Linked DNA regions of Zea mays: region 2 is linked to region 1. The links are chromatin contacts, called in public Hi-C maps. All regions are on one chromosome and are shown on one strand. The core of a region is the stretch at or near the end of the contact, and the rest is flanking DNA. Distances in the headings are between cores, read along the strand shown.

Region 1 (5,543 bases), core at 1,283-3,782:
CTGTGGCTGTGGATGTAGCCAGCCAGCCAGCGGTGGCTGCGGTCGCCGTCGCCCGGCCGGGGAGACAGGTCGGCCGCTAGCTGAGGCGACGTCGTCGGGGCGATGGTCCAGCGTCCAGCTAAGACGGACGGGACGGAGCACGAGCGGAGCGGCGCGGCGCACGCCGTAGCCCGTAGAGTTGGTTTGGTTGGTCTAGAATCCAGATCGCACACGTTCGTCCGTTCGCATGCATGTGCCGTGCCGGCCGGCCCGGTGGCGGTGGCGAGGCCGAGGCCGGGCTTTTTCCTGTAGCGTCGCGGTCCTCCGTCCGTCCGTCCGATCCACCAGCTCCATGCACTGCATTGCGTCTCATGTTCTCATCTCATCTCCGGCAAGCCACGGTATGTACAAGTACACCGATTGGATCTGGATGAGAGGGTGACTGGATCGTGCATGTGGTCGGTCAAAGCTGCGGGAGGCGGCTGTCACGGCTTCTCGCTCGCTGGCAGTCAAATCCGCGCCTCGGCGGCGGGTGCAGACACGCAGTCAAACCTGGTTTTGGGGGACATCTCTGCTCGTCCAAGTTAACCAGGCTGGCGATGGCCAACGAGCTAGGTAGCTAGGCCATGGCCTGATGGCCAATTGGCCATTGCATTGCATTGCACCTTTCGATGGAAAAAGCATCAGTGGCAGTATAAACAAAGCCCTCCCGTGCCGAGAACGTCCGGGACCTTTCGGAAGACCCGGAGCCCCTGCCGCCGCCTGCGCCTCCCAGCCAGCGACCGGCCGTCGTCGTCTCTCGGAGCCGCAGCCGCTGCAGCAGTGTCCAGCGTGGCGCAGCGGCACAGGTCGGCCGGCGCAGGCAGCAGCTACTACTCCTACACGGGCTACGCCATGACCGGGGGCGGCGAATAGGCTTTGACTGCACCTACACCCTTGTCCGCGTCCAGAGTCCAGACATAATCGAAGATTTTTTTTCCTGTGGATTACGATGGCATGGGAGCCATTTTCGCCTAGGATAATTAGGGGTGTTTGGTTTATAAGGACTAATGTTTAGTTCCTAGATTTTATTTTATTTTAGTTCCAAAATTACTAAATATAGAAACTAAAACTTTATTTTAGTTTTTATATTTAGCAATTTATACACTAAAAAGAAATAAAATAAAGGGACTAAACATTAGTCCCTATAAATCAAATACCCCTTAATCTCTCTGCCCTACTTCCGCCTTCCGGTAGGTACAGGCAGGCACCTACAGTGCCGTGCAGGTCTGCAGCACCGCCATGCTGCGAACCGCTGCCGGGGAAGTACACATGCGACGACAAGTCGCGAGCGGAGCGGCCGCCGGCCGGGCAGGCAAAGCTATTTATTCCGTGATGTGAATGCTCAGTGCTCTACTGCGCACAGCGACGACCGCGACGTCGCGCCATCAGCAGCAGCAGCAGCTCGCTTGCGGAACTTGACTGCCATCTATCTGCCTCTCTCTGTACCAACTGCTCTGTGACCAGTTATTAATTTATTATCTTTATATTCTTCTTTTTTTTTTAAAAAAAGAACTTCTCTACTCGGACAGAAAACACACGCTTTTAGATGACTTGATCCCTCGAGTGCAGATTAAAAAGCCGGCTTCTCCGCGCTGCAACTCTTCACTCAGCCATGTGAGCTAGGGAGCTAGCTGCATGTAAAAAAGATAGAGAGAGGTATGTTGGGGCGAACGCGAAGACGCCATCCTTCACTTGATGCCTTCGTCAATCTCACCGAACCAACGGAGGCTAAATGGTCGGCAGTTTCCACCCTTCGTCCAATACGCTGCAAGACGAAGACCTACGACGAGGTCGCTCCGTCTCACGGCCTCGTCCAACGCGAAGACCCACATAGAATTCGGCCTATTGTAATAGGCCCCGCGCGGCCGAGGGCATTACGGGCCCAGTTTGTGAAAGCTTTTATGTAATGACAGTTTGTAACCCTACTTTATTGGAATATTCCGGGGATGACCTAGGTGCCTGAGGGCACATGCGTCCTTAATCCATGACGCTGGGCACTCGGACACCTATAAATACCCCCGTACAGTGCCTTTGAGAGGCTAGATTAACAGAGCAATTGCCTTCTTGAGCTAAAACCTTGTTTGTATCCCTTTCACTTTTCTGTTGGATCAACTTGCTCGAGAGAGCAAGTTCCAAAAAGACAAAAAAAAAACCTAACTTGAGTCAGTGGAAATTGGAAAAGAGCATAAGTACCAAAGAGAATTGGAAAAGAGCATAAGTACCAAAGAGACATAGGTAGAGAGAAACCTAACTCGAGTAGCAGGGAGCATGCACTCCGTATTATTGTCCTCTTTTCTCCTCTCTCCGAATATAGGATACTGTCACGATCTGATCGGGAACAGGACTACAGCTACTGCTGCTACAGGAGTACTGGTAGTGGTAGCTACTAGGGTTCATCATCGAATCTAACGACAAGCTGGAGACGCCGTTAATCACGGCACAGGCGCGGTGGATCATGTGGTGGGGCCATCATCGCCATCGGCTGAGTTGAGTGCCGTCGTCGTCCGTCCAGAACAGGCGCAGGCAGGACAGATGGTGTCACATCCCGCATTGACCGGAACAGGGCGCCTGACCCTGACCCCGACCCCCTCGGCGCCGATGTGTCGAACCCGCCGGCTCGGCGCCCCATCCGTGAGTCCGTGACCCGGACGCGGGATCGGCTGCTGGCACGGAGACGTTCAGCGGCAGCGCTGCGTCCTGCTGCCACCCCTCTTCTGTTTGGCTGTTTGGGAACGCAGTGCTGCAGCTGCAGCCTGCAGTAGCGGCCGAAAAGGAAGGATGGGCGTGTCCACTCTTCGCTCGCTCTTCGCGAAGAAGAGGACGAAAGGGTGCTTGGAGGCCTTCTGAAAGGCCTACCGGGCCTCTGTTTTTGGGCCTGTGTTTCACGGAGCAAATTTCGGGCTGCCTTCACTCTCCCTACTGGGCCAAGGAGGACGACAAGCATGGCTTATATAGCTTCATGCTTTCTGCTTGCTGCACTTATGCACTCGACTCCTTGGCTCGATGCTATCTATCTACTGTCTGCGAGTTCCTTCCAAACAAAAACATACTATTAGGACTACTTTGAAAACTCTAATTTCCTAAGGATATTGGAGAGGAAATTAGTTTATTTATACCTCAATCTTCTCCAATCCAAAAGAGGATTTAAAGTTTCCAAAGTAGTCTCAAGAGATTTTTATTTTCCTAAGGTAAAATAAATTAATTTCTCTTAAAAAATGAAAATTTATTGGAAAAAATAGGGTTTCCAAACTAACCCTCACCGTGGGACGGTGGGAGCGTAAGAACCAGTCACTTATCCCAGTAGAGAATGACGTTAACGGTCTCTCTCTCTCTCTATCTGAAAGCAGTACGTTCCTGTACTTGCATAGTTGCATGACATGCAGAAATAGCGCAGTGTCGCTGCCCCGCTGCGTGCCGATTGTCGTAAAACGTCCATGTCTGTACGTGCCAGCCCCAGCCAGCCTTTACAGAGACAAACGCTCCAGCTAGTTACTACTAAGTATCCAGCTAACAACAGCCTTTGGGTTTTCCCATAACTTTTACAATACACTAAAATATATAGGGCTGGACAAAATGCCCGTGGCTCGTCGGCTCGTTCGATTCGGGATGAGCTTGATTGAATCAGGTCATTTGATTTTTCTTTTCACGAGCTGAGCTGATAATCTAGCTCGGTTCGTTAGTAAGCCAGTTCGGTTTGTTAACGAGCTAGCTCGCGAGCTAAACGAGCTATCACATTTCAGCAAAAACAAAACTATATGTATATCATTTACGTACCATTGATGAACACGCTATATATATGTGTGGTGTCTATGACATATGAGTTAAACTAATGATGGATGAATTTGAGAACACCTAGAGGGGGGTGAATATGTATTCTTGTAAAATCAAACACTAAATAGCCACAAACTTGGTTATTAAAGTGTTAGTGCGACTAAGTAGCTTTGGAGCGAGTTCTTGTGAACACAACAATCACAGAGAAAGCAACACAAGAGACACACGATTTTTATCCCGTGGTTCGACCAAGTAACACTTGCCTACTTTCACGTTGTGGCGTCCCAATGGACGATGGTTGCACTCAACCCCTTTCAAGTGATCCGATGATCAACTTGAATACCACGATCTTTTCCTTTAGAGTATTTTCCCGTTTGCGAGGAATCTCCACAATTTGGAGCCTCTCGCCCTTACAAAGTTATGATCACAAAGAAAGCACAAGAGTAAGGATGGGAGAGCAATGCACACAAGACTCAAATCCGCAGCACAACCACGCACACAAGAGAAGAAGTGAGCACACAACCATAGCGCGAGGAGTTTACAACTCGAAGTGCTCAAATCTCAAGAACTATGATCCGATTGCGTGAGTGCAAAGTCTAGGTGCCTTAGGATGTTTCTTGTAAGCTTAGTATCCTGCTCCATGCGCCTAGGGGTCTCTTTTATAGCTCCAAGGCAGCTAGGAGCCGTTGAAGATCAATTTGGAAGGCCATCCTTGCCTTCTGTCAAGTGGTGCACCGGACAACCACTGTTCATGTCCGGTGTGCGATCTCCTTCCATATTGGGCGCAATCGACCGTTGCTCCTCAGGGCTGGTTGGTGCACCGGACACTGTCTGGTGCACAACGGACAGTCCGGTGCACCCAGCCGACAGTTGGAGCGAGCCACGTGTCGCGCGCTGATCGCGCGGACGACCGTTGCCGCTGGCGCCGTTGGCTTACCGGACAGTCCGGTGCGTCACCGGACAGTCCGGTGAATTATAGCCACGTCGTCCTTTTCTTTTCCCGAGAGCTAGGAGTTTGTCCCGGCTGACTCACCGGACAGTCCGGTGCACCACCGGACAGTCTGGTGCACCACCGGACAGTCCGGTGAATTATAGCCGTACGACTCCGTTGTTTCCCGAGAGCAGCGGTTCACCGTCGGCCAGTCTTGGCACCGGACACTGTCCGGTACGCCAGGCCCGAGCAGGTGTTGGCTGTACACAGCCAACTCTTTTCCAATTCGTTTCTTCTCTTCTCGGTACTGTTTCTACCACTTAGATAAACATGTTAGTACTAAAAAATAATTCACTAAGTCTAGAAACATACCTTGTCTTTGATTTTGCACCTCTTGCTCGTTTAGCACATAAGAGTTCAACACATTTGTGTTGGATATTTAATCACCAAAACAATTATAGAAATAGCCCAAGGGCACATTTCCCTTTCAATCTCCCCTTTTTGGTGATTTATGCCAACACATCAAAAAGCAACCAGAGGAGTGCAATATCAATTCAAATCGAAGACCAAATTCTCTTTACTTAAGATTTGACATATTTGGATCATTCTTTGCCACCACTTGGTTTGTTTTTGCAAATCAAATTCTTTTTCCTATCTCTAAGTCAAACACACTTATTTGGGAAAATCGAGAGATATTTCAAGAGTAAAATTGATCGAGTGCCAAAAACTCCCCCTTCTTCCCATAATCAAAATTCTCCCCCACAAGAGACCAAATTTTGCAATAAGAGTATAAATTTTTTTAACTCTTTTCAAAATTCAC
Region 2 (5,692 bases), core at 1,684-4,183, 460 kb after region 1:
TAGCGTTGTGTAGACCTGAAGCAAAGGCAGCGCTGTTCATGTCAGTCACTGTGTTTAGCACTGTTCACCATTGTAGAAAAAAAAAGAGCAACAGGCCAGTGTGTACGGTGTACCACGCCTTTGTCCCACGACTCCACGAGACGGGGATGGATGGGAGGGGAAATGCGGCACACCTACCCCGGGGTCCCGTCCGGTAGCGGCGACACCTCTCCTGTCCGCACCACTGAATCCCGGTGACGTCACTGGATATTACTTCTCCGTGACCCACCAGAAAAATGATGCCGCCACAAAAAGTTACCCATCATAGTTCGCCCCTCGCAAAGTGCCCACCTGCGCTGCCTGCCAGCCCTAACATAATTTATAACAACGTCCAATGAATATATCAACTTATTTGGAAGTCTCTCGTTTTGTGTGGTGTTATATTTTTTTCACCCTGCTAGGTGACCATCACTCGCCCTTAAATGATTTAATGAAATTCATAAATAACATACTACCAAGTAAAAGAAGATTTGTTGAGTTACTCTTCTAGTCTAGAGTATGAGTTAATTATCATCCAAGTCGACGCTATCATTTTAAGATGGATGATCAAAAGTGACAAATATGGGGGCCACAGAAAACAGAGAATCCGTGCGGGAGCATTCAAGGCGAAGGGAGCAAGGCTCTCTAGGCTAGGCTCCAGCTCACCTGCCACGGGGCCGCGACCGCGACTCCTCCATCTATAGGTGTACATTTGGGCTGGACTTAACGAGCCAGTCCGAAGCATAAAAAAAAGAACGGCCCAAGCACGGCACGACCTAAAATATTTTAGTGCCGGACCGGCACGGCCCGTTATTTCGGGCTGGGTTTGGGCCGAGGTCACTGCCTATGGGCGGAAAGCACGGCACGGCCCAAAAATTTTAGTGCCGGACCGGCACGGCCCGTTATTTCGGACCGGGTTTGGGCCGAGGTCACTGTCTATGGGCGGACACGAGCACGACCCATTTAAGGCAGTCACGAAATGGCCCGTATAGAGGCACGAAAAGGCTCATATATTTATTAAAACCACACTTCATTCCACATTTCATATACTTGATAAAGAACACAAAGCTAGAGATAATGTTAGTTAGATGTTTTTGGTAGCTTTGAATTAGAGTATGTGATGTAATTTTACTTTTGTTATGAACATTAGACAATAAATTGAACTTACGAACTTTGTATAGAGCTGATTATACTCTTTTTTCTCCTAACAAAATGATTTGTAAACGAGGTAGTCATTGCATAGTTGTGGTAAATTTAATACAAATATTAAGTTTGCTTTTGTTCATATTTATTTGTCTTATCTTTTATTTGTTTTATTATTTTTTGAATTTAGGGCTCTGATGTGAATTTTAGGCCAAAAATTGAATTTCGGGCCCTAATGTGAATTTCAGGCTTTTATAATTTCGGGCCGGCCGAAATGAGCCCGACACGTTTAAGCAATTACGGGTCGGGCCGTGGACCGAAAGCTAGGCTCATGGGTCGGTCCGGGACGGCCCGAAATTCAAATAATACGGGCCTTTTCGGGCTTGGGCCGGCCGGGCGGCCCGAATGTACACCTATACCTCCATCTTTGTATTTGTCCGTCGCTACTCGCTACAGGTGCCATTATGCCAACAACCGAAACAGAATTCGACGCCCTTTCTTCCGTTGGAACTTGGAACCAGGTAAAGGCGGTTTCTATAAGACCGTCTTCAGCAACAGCCTCTATATTCATCTTTTATATCCGTTATTTACAGTCTTCTCTAATAATTTCATTCTCTATATCTTCTTCCTCTCCAATAACACTCTCTATACTCAAATATCTATGTTAAAGATATTTTATTTTTATTTTTTTACATACGTATTTGTAATACTCTCAAATGTATTGTACAAATTTTAGTTTTTCTAAACCGTTTATTTAAAGTATTTAAATAAATAGAGGTCCGTTTAGAGAAATTATAAATATATATAGAGAATCTAGCAGCATCCTCTTAATTTAGAGTATCGTTTAAAGAACGCTGCTGTAGAGCATGGATAACTGTTTGATCCTCTATATTTAGAGTAGATAACTTTTTAGAGGTCTTTGCTGGATCCACCATGTGTCGTCTATGGCTCGATGCTCATTTCCGCGTCCGCCCTCAGCCTTAGATTTGTCTAACGTATTAGGCCAGCCTGAGATTTAAGAAGTTTTTTTGTTAAAAAACAATCACTAAATATATATATATATATAATACTTTCATCAATTATATCTTCAAATAACTTCATTATAAAAATATATTTTATGATCAATCCGGTGTACGGACTGTACATCATAGAAAACACAGTTCCATTTTATATGCATCTAATCAAACATCTTTAAACAAAAAAAATTAAAGAAAGCCCCAATGTCCCCCCTTTTAGATTACATTACGTTACATTCCACGGGATCATTGAGCTAGCTAGAACAGGAACCACTGGCACCTGCTCAGCCGCCGCCATCATTAGTCATGCCCGACGGACCTCACATCAAGTACAAAAGCGCTCACGTAAACACTTGACCCAATAATTAGATCTACCCTAAGATCCGCCCACCCTCCTCCCAAAGGACATCTCAAAAGAAAAGAATGGCAGGCAGGTTGCCCGCCTGCAATGATTTAGGCAAGCTCTGTAACAACACAAACATTGTGTTTGTACGTACGTACACTTTTTTTTATATTTCACTCGCACAGTTTGACAAAAGGGGGAAAAAACAACAACACTCCAGTGAATTATTAAGAAAGGACTAATAATGTATAGAAGAAGCATCATCTCAATTCTCAAGCGCGGCGCGGCTGACATGACCAGGCCACCACCAAACACTAGACTGGACTGGCCCAAATCGCATGCCCCAAGATTTGATTCTGTTCAGGTCCCAAAGTCCACGGTGAACAACAACACGGCCGGCCGGCAGAAACCGCGGCCTGACCCGGCGGACGCGGGCACTGACTGACCGGAACAAAGGAAAGCCAAGCAGCAGCCGCACCGGCGCACGCACCCACGGCCACGACCCACCTGCGGGCGGCGCTCAACCCGAGTGGATGTGGACGGAGCCGCCCGCAGGCCGCACGACAGACAGAGATAGAGAGAGAGCACAGGCGGCCACGCCCGCTCCTACCACCGCACCGCATCGCCACTTACCCCTCGTGCCGCCGCGCTGCCTTTTCCTCCCCGCGTCCCTTTCGTCCCTCACCTTGTCGGAGACCGACGCACCCCCCCTCTCCGCTCTCCGCTCCTCCTCCCCACACCCCACCCCACCCGCTCTCCAGTCCACCTCACGCTCACACTCCCGCAGCCCGCCCGCCAGCCGCCATCCTGCTGCCACCTCTTTCTTCCTTGCGGGGGCGGCAACCAGGCGCACGGCACCTGCTCCCTCCCACTCCCACTCCCACACCGCGCCAGCCACCAGAATAAAGCAGCCGTTGCGGCGTCGCGTCGGCGAGCACAGCGCAGCGCAGCGCGCAGCGGCCCGGGTGCATGAGGAGGGGGCGGCGGCTGCCGAGGCCGAGGCTGTGACGAAGGAGCGCGGAGGGCGATGCCGCTGGTCAGGTTCGAGGTGCGGAATGAGGTGGGGCTGGGGGACCCCGGCCTCTACGGCGGCGGAGCTGCCGCTGCCGCCGCCGCCACCGCCGCCGCGGGGGAGGAGGAGCCCAAGGCGCTGCTCGAGGGCGTCGCCGTCGCGGGCCTCGTCGGGATCCTGCGCCAGCTCGGAGATCTCGCGGAGTAAGGCCCTGCTCCCTCCCTCCCTCGCTGCCTCCTCCTCCTGCCCGGTCTATGCGCGCCTTCGACCTGCCGCCCGCCGGTGCGCGTCTCTGTGGTCTGGTTCCCGCCTGGATCTGCTACGCTACGTGTTTAACGGCTCCCGGCGGGGATGGTTGGGTTTTTTGGGCTCGGCCCTGTGGTTGGGACTTGGGATTGGGAGAATGGGAGTGAGATGAAGTAGTGGGATCTGTTAGAGCAGTGTTGAGGTGGTTGAATTCGCTTAGGGTGAACGAGCGCTGTGATGTGCCATAGCAACAGGAACTGTTAGAGCAGTGTTTGCGTGTGCCGGCTGTTCAAAATTGTGGCACTATCTGGGAATGATTTGGATGTCCTTCTGTAGCAGCGGCGGTCTTTGGGTTTTTTTTTTCTGAGGTCTAGTGTTAGGACTGGATTGGATGGCGCTAAGGTTTCAGGTTTCCGGAGCGGCATATGGCATAACAGCTATATCTGCTGGGATCATTCAGCTGGTTTTTTTCGGCCGCATTCGCTCTTTAGAGGAGGACACACTTTCCTGAATCAGTGCTGATTGGCTTTGTTTCTCGGGTGCGACATGGAGGTCTTAAGTAAGATCTTGTCTTAGCTTACAATTTATGTTTGCAGAAAGTCTCTTTTTAATCTTGTATTCTTATATGAAGCAACTAGTGAGTTTTGAAAGGCTCTGTTTTAGAATTTAGATTGCTTAGCGGCTGTCTGACTGGACGCATTTTTGTTGGCTTGATGTTGGTAAATGTTTGTCTCAAGAGTTCTTTGCTAATTTTGGCTGGAGAATCTCCATGGGTTCTGGTAATTGCCATTTCTTGCTAGGGCAAAACTGTTGCCACTCCGAGGGGGTTTGTTTTTGTCTGTTAATGCTTCTATCATTTTTTCCCTTTGTATAACCTATGGACAGTTTACTTACGTACTGTGTTCCTTGATATACTAATAAATCTTAAAAAATAATATTTGGTGAAATTGATGTGCTAGCTTTGGTCATACCAGATTCGCGGCTGATGTTTTCCATGACCTACACGAGCAAGTTATAGCTACATCTGCTAGGGGTCGCAAGGTGCTGACTCGAGTACAGAACATCGAAGCAGCACTTCCATCTCTCGAAAAGGCTGTGAAGAATCAGAAGAGTCACATACATTTTGCCTATGTTCCGGGTAATTATTTATTCATTACTCCATTGATGTCTAAAAGTACCCTGATCATGATTGTCCATTATAGTATTTGAATGTCTCTCTTGTCCATCTTGAATTCTTTGAGATCAATATTATCTTGCAATCTTACAGAATTTACTAATAAAACACAGGCTCTGATTGGCACACTCAGCTTCAAAATGAGCAAAATCACCTGCTAGCGACTGATCTGCCTCGTTTTATGATGGATTCGTATGAAGAATGCCGAGATCCGCCACGGCTTTACCTTCTTGATAAGTAAGGGCTGAAGCTTTCCTTAATAAACATTTTTCATATCTAAAATTATTTCCTTCCAGATTTGACAATGCTGGTGCGGGGGCTTGTGTAAAGAGATATTCTGATCCATCTTATTTCAAGAAAGCATGGGATACGATGAGAGCAGATAAGAATGCTAATGTACAAAGAGAAAAGAGATCACAGAAAATTAAGGTTATATTCATTCTCAGTGTCTGAAGTCGATATATGTGCTTAGTAATATTTTTTCATGTTGGGATTTGCCGAAAGACTTAATAGAGCTTATGAACTTATACAGAGAAAAGGATCACGACTAAGGGAACCATATCATGGACAAGCCATGCCTAGGCATAGGGGCACTGAATTTCAGCGATCACTTACTGCTGGCCAACTTGTTAACAGGTGTTGCACATCCCATACTTTAAGATACAATAATTTTGTATCCGTGATCATCTTCTATGGCTGTTCCCTTCTTATATTTGAATGGCACATCCAGAACAGCATTT

What was found. Hi-C and Micro-C count contacts between places; a contact is called where the count stands out from the background.
Region 2: a Hi-C map of tassel shows a contact between it and region 1, with 5 times the contacts expected there. The contact joins the promoter of LOC103634962 here to the enhancer-like site in region 1. A contact is called at or near these places in 3 of 25 Hi-C or Micro-C datasets (bundle sheath, ear and tassel).

The regions. Positions count from the first base shown.
Region 1 is chr8:24,120,514-24,126,056 of Zm-B73-REFERENCE-NAM-5.0, forward strand. No RefSeq gene overlaps it. Among protein-coding and RNA genes, the nearest start is that of LOC111590012, 4.1 kb to the left of the region's middle. Within about 2 kb of position 2,533, at least 18 of the 20 cell types and tissues checked have an H3K27ac peak or open chromatin away from gene starts, as enhancers often do. A contact at or near this core is called in bundle sheath, ear and tassel, where this site is marked.
Region 2 is chr8:24,584,659-24,590,350 of Zm-B73-REFERENCE-NAM-5.0, forward strand. It overlaps LOC103634962 (SCAR-like protein 2), which reads left to right and starts at 2,934. Exons shown (of 10, transcript XM_008657535.4): 1 at 2,934-3,735; 2 at 4,753-4,916; 3 at 5,066-5,189; 4 at 5,249-5,381; 5 at 5,485-5,588. The coding sequence starts at 3,548.